Linked DNA regions of Zea mays: region 2 is linked to region 1. The links are chromatin contacts, called in public Hi-C maps. All regions are on one chromosome and are shown on one strand. Each heading gives the region's core, a stretch centred on a gene start, on an enhancer-like site or on the middle of the called end of the contact. The rest is flanking DNA. Distances are from core to core; before and after follow the strand shown.

The links. Hi-C and Micro-C count contacts between places; a contact is called where the count stands out from the background.
Region 2: a Hi-C map of ear shows a contact between it and region 1, with 2.8 times the contacts expected there. The contact joins the promoter of LOC606470 here to the promoter of LOC100273984 in region 1. A contact is called at or near these places in 7 of 25 Hi-C or Micro-C datasets (bundle sheath, ear, endosperm and 4 more).

Annotation. Positions count from the first base shown.
Region 1 is chr6:140,539,686-140,545,181 of Zm-B73-REFERENCE-NAM-5.0, reverse strand. It overlaps LOC100273984 (O-sialoglycoprotein endopeptidase), which reads right to left and starts at 3,146. Exons shown (of 4, transcript NM_001148370.1): 1 at 2,530-3,146; 2 at 867-1,022; 3 at 372-774. The coding sequence starts at 3,117. The coding sequence ends at 373.
Region 2 is chr6:140,798,023-140,803,693 of Zm-B73-REFERENCE-NAM-5.0, reverse strand. LOC606470 (derlin3) reads right to left here and starts at 2,969. Exons shown (of 7, transcript NM_001112327.2): 1 at 2,766-2,969; 2 at 19-154. The coding sequence starts at 2,782.

The sequences.
Region 1 (5,496 bases), core at 1,897-4,396:
ATATATCCAGACATAGTGTACACCTAAGTACATAGGTTCCTGTTTGGAACCCCTAGAGATATTAGTTAGCTAGCTAACAAATTGATAGCTGGGTTGAGTCAGCTAATGAACTAATTGTTAGCTGTGAGTTAGCTAACAATTAATTGGGATATTAGTTGTGGGTGTTTGACCTATACAACTAATTTTAGCAGTATTAGCTCTAGAGGTTCCAAACAGGGCCATAGCAAACACTATGCATCTAGTAAAGCAAAATGTCTTAGTTTGGAATAGAGGGAGAGTAATTGGTAGCGATTGTCTCCAACAATCCAAATTGCATTAGCTATCATGAAAAAACATTAGCAGCAAGACAAAATTGTAAAGGCCAATTGTACCTCAGTAATCTATAACGATTGGTGTTGCCATGGAGGCTTCATCTTTAGAAACTTCAGCAATTGCATCTGAATGGGTATTATTTAGCACCGGCATCTCCTTCTCTCTCCAAATTGCATGAACTTCATCAGTTCGGAATCTTTGTGTAAATGTCGACTCCTCAAGGGGAGTGGTCATGCCATGTGCATACGCCAGTAAACCAGTATATGCAATCATTGCCCCATTGTCTATACAATAGCGGTCATCAGTTGCAAACAGCCTACCCCCTCTTTCTGAGCACATAATCTTCATCATCTCCTGTAAACGTTCGTTGCAACCGACGCCACCAACAATAAGAACGTCCTTTGAATCACAGTGTGCCATGGCACGTTCAGTAATTTCGACAAGCATGGCAAAGATAGTTTCCTGAGAAATTAGGACTTTCATCAGTGTCACTGTCAAGAAAGCATAACCAATTATTATCCACAAGGGGGGAAAGTTTAAGAGCATGCAAGTACCTGCAATGAGTAGCATAGGTCCGCAGGTGTGCACTCATTATTTTTAAGCTTTTCAATCGCCGCAGCTTCAATAAAGCTCAATATGCCACTGAATGACACATCCATACCCTTCACAACATAAGGGACATCAATGAATTTTTCTCCCTTCTTTGCAAGCTGGACAAGGAAAATAAATACGGTAAATTAAGAAACCAAACTCAAGGATGAGAAAAGAATGTGCCATGTTGTACAAAAACATAAATCTGTTCAAGCTTCAAAGTGAAAATGTCTTCAAAAACAAAACAAAAAAGAAAGAAAGAAAAATGCTAATGGTGACAGCTAATACAATGATGAAGGTAGAATGGTAGATAACAATACCATGTGGAACTACTTCAGAAGTACTCTCTTGAATGATTCACACAGACTAATCCATAGTGTCAACAATGTTAATAATAGTGTCGAAGTTCAATCTTAACATAGGCCAATCAAATGGGGACTTCCTGGGATTATCCTATAAGCTCAAGCCCTATGTATCCAGGGATAAAATGTGAAGGCTTCCAGGGCTCAAAAGCTTATTGTCCATCCATCTACACGACCACTCAAATAATTTAGCACATACAGCCAACCAAACACCATTCAACACATGCAGCCCTACTTCAGACAGTCAGCTAAATTTAGTCTCAATATTCGAATAAAGGTTTGAGAAAAAGGAACATATATAGAATGAAGCTAATTATGACCCCATACTGGTCAAAGTGCTTAAACGACCAAACAACCCATTGGATACATTTGACCTGGCCGTGATACAATAAATGTTCTTCAGCTGTATGTAAAAAGATAAGTTCTGTTGGCTGATTGTATGAGTTGGCAAAATAAGAGTAAGATAGTGTTTGGCTACCTAAATGTGTTAGTTTAAAAGAAAACAAGGAAACATAAGTGATTGCATAGACTGAATAAATCTATGGTGACCTTCATTATGCAAGCAATGTCACACAAAACTAGTCCTACATAAGATCTGCCCAGCATATTATATAGTTCAATACATAAATATAATCAAATGATCGCTATGTTTCAACAAAACATGCTCCCTCTGTCCCAAAATAAAATTCGTTTTAGAGATTTATTGGATTCACACAATACTTGATGAGTCGATGTTTGCGTTTTATATTTGTGCCTAGATTCATCTTCATCCATTTGAATATAGACATAAAAATCAAGAGCTAAAACGACTACTATTTTGGAACGGAGGGAGTATAAAAGTAATCTTGCCCACAAGTACAACACTCCATTATTTGATGGAGGCAACAAACTAGCCACTAAATGTACAGCCAGCATAAATTAAATTGCCTATGAATTTCGTAATGTAGGTTAATTTTTCAATTAAATTCAAGTGGCTAGGGTCAGTAAAAAGTTCAAGAGGTGCCAAAGTTCCACTGATAGCTCCAGGACTCATAAACACCCTTTCATGATAAAATACTCATGGTGCACTAATAACTTTTACCATTTCCCTAACAATTTGCCACCCAGGGCATTTACATGTATGTGATGCAGTCGTCATGGTGACAATACTTCATGCTAGAAAAACACTCACACAAACCAGCATCTATGTGCATATCGCTAGAATTAAACAACATTAAGCAACAGCAATTGGATAACAAAATTGGCATTTGATGGAACAGTTTACCTGCTCGATGTTATACCCGGGGCTAGGGTCATTGGAGAGCTCTAGGACCCTGGCGAATCGGTCAAGGCAGTTCCCGACGGCAATATCAATCGTTTCCCCGAAGATCCTGTACCTCCCCTCGCTGTAGGCGATAACCTGCGTGTTTCCGCCGGAGACGTAGAGTACAACGGGGTCCACGGCCCCAGTGACCGCGCGGCCCATCTCGATGTGCGCAACGCAGTGGTTGACCGCCACGAGAGGCTTCCTCCATAACAGGGAGAGCGCGCGGGCGGCTGCGGCGGCGACCTGGAGAGGGCCGCCCATGCCGGGGCCTTTAGTGTAGCAGACGCATGCGAGGTCAGCGGGGGCCACACCGGACTCAGCGAGCGCGGCGCGGAGGAGAGGGAGGAGGTGCGCGAGGTGGTGCTGCGCGGTCTCCCGGGGAAGGAATCCATGACCCGGCGGTGTCACGTAGGTGTGGCGCGGGTTGGAGAGGATGTCACCCGAGAGGGAGACCACGCCGATGCCGATCTTGTTCGCCGAGGACTCCAGCCCCAGCGCAAGCGGGCCCCGGGGACGGCGGTTCGCCGGGGACGGAGACGAGGACATGGCGGCGGCGGCGCTAGGGTTTTGGAGTTTGTGGAAGAAGACGAATTGGTGAGAACCCGGCTCGCCGCGCGCCTCGAACGTGGAAGTGTACAAGAAACCAGCCCAATTTTGGCCTTAGGGCCCATAATTTCAAAACAACTTAGCCCAGTGGCCCACTGACAGTGGTCGAATTAATGTAAGGTCAGTGGAAAATACGATCTTTTTTTCATGCAACAGTTGCTGAATATGGCCATCAGGCAACGTCATTGTGATAACAATCTAGTGCGAAGGTAGTTGTTGATTGTTTGGAGTTATAATCTGTTAGTTCAAAAGCTGTTGGATTATATAATCTAGATGTATTATAATCTCAAACAAACATCCTATCAACAAACATCCTCTTAGGTGACAATTTATCTCACTTTTTTTTTAAGATTAAGGCCATATTTGTTTACCCTCCACATTATATAATACAGCTTAAATAAATTGAGAGGTAAACAAACAACACCGATTATTAGATGGATTATATAATCTATATACCTAGGTTATAATAATCCATAAGCAGATCAATAAATGTTTATATAATTCATAAACTGGATTATATAATTCTAGAAGGAAATAAACAGAACCTAAGTATAACACAGTTAACTGAGAACCAAACAGGTCCTTAATGATGTCAGCACTTACTCTGATCAATGAATCTTTGTTTGGTAGGAGATGATTCAACCGGTCCGTACCATTGTTTTTACTAACACAAGGGAGACTGCTTAATCTAGCAGTTTACTTCTAATGAGGTTTATTACTCTCAAACACTTTATAAAGTCGTTAACTTCATAGAGGTAATACGGGTGTATGTTTGGAGTCTTAATATACCCCTAGAGTTCACTTTTTTCTTGTGATGGTTGTCTAAGAACAAGCTACTAACTCGTGACAATCTGAGTTTGAGAAGGAAAGTAGAGGACAAATCTTGCTTATTTTGTAGTGAGTCTGTGGATCAGTTTTTCATCTCTTTCTTTGACTGTGTGTTGTAGTTAAATAGCTATCGTGTTGTATGTCTAAAGCTCTAGATAAGAGTGTAGGCGTTGATTTTGTTTCAACAGGGCAAATGTGGCTTAGTGAAAAAAAAAGTTTGTGGTAGATAATATGTTTTGTTGTTGCTGTGGCCCTATGGGGGGCTTTGAAAACTAAGAAACGGTATTTACTTTCAGGGAACTTGCTGGGGACAAGCTGATACAGTTAGCTAGAACCAACTTAACTCGTAAGCTTTTTGAACCAAACAGGAATTATTGTGGGTTGAACCCGTTCTAACCCGCGTCAACCCGTTAACCAAACACACCCTAAGTTTCTTCACCAGAGTGATTCGGACTGGGAGATGACAGGGATCTCGGATGAAAGAAGCCACAAGTCGCCTGGTAGACTACTCGCCGTTGGAAGATGTGTTTGAAAAAGGGAACCTCCGATCCTGTAAATAGTCTTGCGCATTTATACGAAATTGTTAAGGATGCAACGTGAAGTTACAATTGATTGATTTTTTTTCCTAATAGCCCAACCAATCACGTCATACATCATATATGGCTGCAAACTACAGTATGTTCTTTCTTTTGACAGGCTTGTAATTGCTTGTGGGGGGGCGTGTCCTTCACAATCTTGCTGGTCGGAGCCGGCGTGCAAGGGTTTCTATTATATTGTCAATTTGTCAAACTTCGTTCGCTACCGAGTTCATCCTGAAACCTGCATCCCAAGATGGGATGTTTGACACGGAGGAATTTTCAGAGCTCAACAACGTTCACTTTTTCTCCGGATCGCTTTATTTACTCATAGCTGCGCTTGCTATGCAGGTAGCTTGTTGCCCAGCTGAGCAAGCAGACACATCACCCTATACATATAATGGAGGTACTAATAACGCGAGCACGTGCATGATAATTCAATCTATAGGTTCGTTCTAACTTCATCAACTGTATTTCAAAGTTTACGTTTGGTGTTATATATGTTTTGATGTTAGAAACTTTGGAGAGGACTAGCAATAAGTTAGAAAGGGTCTAGGTACTAATGAGAGAAGTTAGGACGTCCACAACAAGCGAGAGTACAAGTCCAACTCGACTTTGACTCTAACTCGGAGTCCAGGACTAGCTCGCACTAAAACTGACGTCCAGAACACATACAGACTCCATTTTCGGCGTTCTTTATATGAATGTAAAACTAATCATATAAGCTTTCCAACCCAACTGATCTCGTTTTAAAATTACTTCGGGGTCAACGGGAATCATTGAAAAACTCAGTATCCATATTTTGTTCCGGTGTTGTGATACCATATTTTTTGTTGTTGGCCTGTGTATCGTGTTCGAGCCTATTGGAGACGTGTCCAGGGGTCTTGTGGGTAGGGGTGGTAATGAATCACGATCC
Region 2 (5,671 bases), core at 1,720-4,219, 260 kb before region 1:
ACAAAAACAGAAGCTAACCTCAAACTTCTTGAACACCCGAGGGTAATATAAGTACAGAAACAGCGGATTCAGGATATGGAGCCGAACTAGCACAGTGGTGAAGAAACACAATGTCCCATATGCCTTGCTTATAGGTGGAAGTGATTTGTAGTACCTGAAGAAGGCAGGTAAATGAGCACGCATTCCAAAGTGGCTTCAAAACTAAAGGATTTATACTTTTTTCTTAGCACCGAGTGTCCAGTTCCAGTAATGAGTGATAATTTACAACTAATGCATGAGCAGAAATAAGAGCAGTAGTAGTAAACCAATGGACACTATTAGTTTAGGCAATACAATCAAGATTCGAAATTTGCATTTACAAAAGTAAGCACAACAACAAAGCTACAGTTTATTTATGATTGTGCCAACTGCCAAGTTAGTGATGCATGAAGGTGTGTGCCTCATTAAATCACTATGCACAGATTAATATTATATACCAATAAACATTTATCACATGAAACACACCATGGTTTTTAAAGCGGTAAGGCAAGCCAAGGTGTTGGACCACTGCCTGGACGCCTAGGCGAGGTAGGCGGGCAAGACGCCTAGGCGTTGGACCTCCGCCTGGACGCCTAGGCGACGCCTTAAGAACAGGGAAACACACTATATAAGTTTAGAGACAACTGAAAAATACGATGACAATAGCTATATAGCGAGAGCGCACAAACATGAAGAAATTGTCTTTTCTTTGGGATGGTAGCTCCGTGGCTGGTTGAGGGATGTAAAAAGTGTTGAGGTCGATCTCATCCGACTCGGTCAAAGGATCAAGTCAGACACAACTATCATGCTTTGGTCAACGGCGCAATAACTTTATGGTTGTGATCCCCTTTCACACCACGTACATAAATAGGGAGAGGGCCGGCGCACGAAGCACGAACTAACATTCTTCGTAGTCTCCTCTCTCGTACACCTCTAGTGAGATCCGGTTTGTCTCTTACGTGGCTAGTGAAGGAAAGGCCACCGCCTCGGAGTGGAGCTACACCACCCTAATGCTATCACCGTCCAACCCTGAACGTATAATTCAAGTTCTATTGTATCTAGTGGCTAGGGTTTGAGCACAAGGGTCATATACGAGTTCTAACAAAAAGTTAATAGTTTGCATGGGACAAGGACAGACATCAGGGCCCTACAACAATAGTTGTTCACCATTTCCTATATAAATTAAAGATACAGGTAAAAGATATTTCCTCCCATTTGCATTATGAATTCATGGTCAACTCTGCATATATCAATCTCATGTTTTGTCTCTTCTCTTTTACCTGTTGCATGTGAATGCAGGTGCCTCTGCCAACTCTTTTATAACTTTGGTTACTAATTTTGAATAAATTTTATTCATGTTTTCACATATAAATGATTTTAGTTGATGCTCAACAGTATGGTTTTAAATATTTTGGACAGCATATAATTAGAACAGGTAAGTATCAAAGGGTGCAAAATGGAGACTGCTAATAGTCAAATTGACAATTGAAGCAGAATGGAGATAGTTTCCTGCTCAATTGATGTGTTCAGTGAATAGTCACTGTAGAAGAAAGGAGAGTACAAAAATCATGAGTTCACAAACTGGCTGAAAACCCCATATCAGAACTTCATGCCTCAGTCAACAAATTCAAATAGGAATAAATTAGCAGAGCTAAGGGTCAAGAGTCAGAGAAACAGGCCAACTGGTTGGATCATTTCAGGTAGTACAAAAATGGTGACGTTTTCAGTTGACCAGATATACGGATTTTAACCCCCAATACCAATATCTTTAATCGAATTCTTATGTTGATTGGCAGAGACATCACCAGTATCAAGGTCACTATAATCAAGGAACAACAAACTGGAATACTGGATGTCTTCGTGAAATATTGTACCAATGATGCCCCGGCAAAAGCAAAAGGAGAAAGAAAAAAGAAGTCGCATTGGTAGATTTCGACAACAACGAAATGACAAAATATTATTAGTCATTTATAGAATACCTCTATGCATCAGGTGACGCACACTCCGTTTCTTCCTTTCGAATTAAACTAATCGTGAATAATGCTTCAAATACCCTTAATTCAGAAACCAGGAATCATATTTCGCCAAAAACACTAAGTACACAGCACAAACAATCATGAAACTAAATGATATAAAAATGAGCTGTCAGAATTAAAACTTGACGTTGTCATCACTGACACATCCAGATAATCGTCCAGGCCAAGATCACAAAGTTTGAATTGCATGAAAAATATATTGTTATTCAAACTCTAATGAAAACGGAGCCCTAAACAAACCAGTTCAGGTGCACAGGAATATAGGCAAGTGGTGAATCAACTTCGCTTCTAAGTTGAAAGACTATTTATCATGAATGATAACTAACCCTTTATCTTGTGACAGTACAAACTCGAAGTACAAAACCGGATGATATGTATAATTGTATATAACGCTGTACCAGTCCAGCAACATAGAGATAACATCACTAGAGCACCGACGAAAATGAACCAATCAGCTCCAATCTAAGCCGAGCCCTATGGGACCAAAGTGGCACCACGAATCCGCAATACAGCCGTCTACTGTCGCAACCCCAGCATATAAGCCCATTAAAACGATCGAATCCATCGATTACTCGGAACCGTTCAGCTCCAATTCCTCTAGCGATCCCCGACCCGAATCACGGGGCCTACCATGCAATACAACGTCTACGCGTCGGAATCTGAGATCGAAGCTCGGATCAGATGAAACCGCTGTAAGTGTCGAGGACTTACTCGGCGGGCGAGGACATCTTCACGAGTCGATGGATCCGAGGCCTCGACTTTTCCCTGTCGAGTACTCGAGTCTCCTCGCGTCCAATTCCTTCTTCGGTTCTCCTCGTCCCGTACGAAGCTTGGATTGGAAGGAGGAAGAAGAGCAGGTGTTCAAAACCGAGGTCGCCGCGCCTGCGAGAACCTTCCGGACAAGAGCAGAGACGCACCGTTGATTTCTGATCGGAGGGATGAAGATGGCTCAACACGTAGGTGTGCCGTGTGCGCGCTACTAGAGATGTCCAAACGGGCCGCCCGGCCCGGTCCGGCCCGGGCCCGGTGAAGCCCGGCCCGTTTTGGGTCCGGCCCGCCGGTCACGATTAAAAAATCGGGCCGGGCCGGCTAAGCACGCGGGCTCAATTTCTTGTCCGAGCCCGGCCCGCAACGGGCCTAAACGGGCCGGGCCGGCCCGTTTAGCACGAAAAAAGCGGGCCGAAAAGCGGGCTATGCGGGCCGAAAGCACGTTTTAGTGTAAAAAAAGCGGGCTTAACGGGCTTAGAGCTAAACGGGCCGTGCCGGGCTAGCCCACCGTGCCTAATTTTCTGTCCGAGCCCGGCCCGCTTATTCGTGCCGGGCCGACCCGGGCCCGCATATAACCGGGCCGTGCCGGGCTCGGACCGGGCCTAAAAAACGGGCTTCGTGCCGGGCTCGCGGGCCTCGTGCTTATTGGACATCTATACGCGCTACGCGGCTCGCGGCTGGATGCCTGGATGCCGAGATGGCCTTAGTGACGTGGCTGGCTATATCACTCTCTATCTCACTTCAAACTCCAAACTACGCTAGTAAATCTCGAGTGACTAAAGTTTAGTGACTAAAGTTTAATTATTTTTAATCACTAAAGAAGTAAACATGTTGACTAAAATAGAATGACTAAACTTTAGTTTTTTAGTCAAAAAAAAAGGTGACTAAAAGAGACTAAAGTAGTATTTTTACTTTATTTATCATCTCCACTTTCTTCTTATAGCAAACATCCATTAATTAATAAGGTTAAAACAGTAATTATTCACAGCAATTAATGCTCTTTAGTTCGGTTTAGTCACTGAAACCAAACGAGGTACTTTAGCGACTAAACTTTAGTCACTAAAATTTAGTCTAGTTACTAAAGGAACTAAACAGAGCCTTACACAGTCTTTTACACACTAGAGTTGGCCACCTCTACCTCTGCTACATCAAACTGAGACTCTTAAGAAACATACTATAATGTTGCATAGTTTGATCGGTAGTGTTTACATATGTTCTCTCAGTTATTCAAATTTCCAGGAATTCCAAATTTAACTAAAAGTTATAAAAATATAAAATTGATGGCATGAAATAAATATAGTATACAATACAGATAAAAATCTAATAATACTTATTTAGTATTATAAATTTTATTATTTTATTATACGATTTTAATGAAACTTTAGATGTTTTGACTTTAAAAAAAATACGATAACTTTATCAACACCGAAAAAAGGCCTCAAATTCTGATATAATTACTACTATATAGAACGAGGAGTAAATCTGAGCTCCCGCTAAATCTACGTCACCTTTAAAATTCTAAGCCATTCGATCAGATTTCAGTGGCCTCTAGAATTCCTTCGCGGCACAGGAGCGGTGTTTGGATAAGGTGAAAGGCTCCTTGAACAGTCGCAGTAGTTCCAGACGGCAAACAAGCGGGTGGTGGGGGAAAGGAAAAAAACGAGTCGTGCACATCATCGTCGCTGCGGGAGGCAACACCGTCAAAAGTCCGCGAAAGCGCCCATGGACATGGTTGGTGCTTCGTGTTCCCTCCTCTCCTCCCCTAGCTGACTAGCCACGCCACTCAGGGCGGCGCTGACTACAGGGCTGCCAGGGCGGCCGCCCTGGCCCCCCAGATCCTAGGGGCCCCACCCCATGCATGTATATGTAGTAGTCTTCGATCAGTTGAAGGCTTGAAACGATGGGTCCTGCATGCAATCAAGCCTGCAAGCAATCGTCCGCACAGGCCTGACCTGCTTGCTACCTGCCTCCCTACGCCTAATTAGATTAATTAGATTAGATCATCCGGCCATCCGTCCCAGCTATACCACGCGAACGCTTCGACTGCTCCTGCTCACAACTCGCCCTGACCCGATTCAGCAACGCGTCGCCGCCTAATTGGATCATCACGCCGCCTTGGAGTCCAGGCAGGAATCAGGATGCCTGGTTCCGTGGTTCGCCGTCGCATTGACGCCTTGCTTCGCCGGCAGCTCCACGCATTGATCCATCACGCACGCACGACGCACAAGATTTAGGTACGGTTCTCAGATCTATTGCCTAATCAGTGTGTGCTTGTTTGTGATCTGTAGTCCTGTAGATTAAATATATTTCGTTTTGCTTGTTTCAAATTTTATCTAGATCATGTCAACTAGAAAGTATGCATCGGGTAGTGAAAAAAGGAAAAAAAAGAAACGCCAAGATAAATTTATTGCCCTGGTTTCTGTAAGGGGGCCTCATTTCTGTGTTCGCCCTGGGCCACCAAAATCTCAGCTCCGGCCCTCGCCACTGCGCGCTCCCGTCTAACTATCCATGCGACCGCGAGTCTTCGTGACGTGTTGTCGTTACCGTCCTGCTCTCAACGCTCTGTTTCTGGTGAATCATGTACCTCTGAAAGTGTATTGGGCACATCATCTACGTGATAAACAATGAATTAATCGCCAAAAGATTTCGCAATCCTTTGCCTCTTACTCCGATTAGGAGCTTTATGAACGACTAAATTATTATCTTCATTAGATTGTGTGTGTGTGTTTTTTTTGTTGGTGCTAAATCCTGAGGAGCATAATTATTCTCATTATAGAAGTGCTATCTGATCTCATTAGAAATATATTCTCAAAGAATGAAGCATATCTCGACTACAGAATGGTATTCAC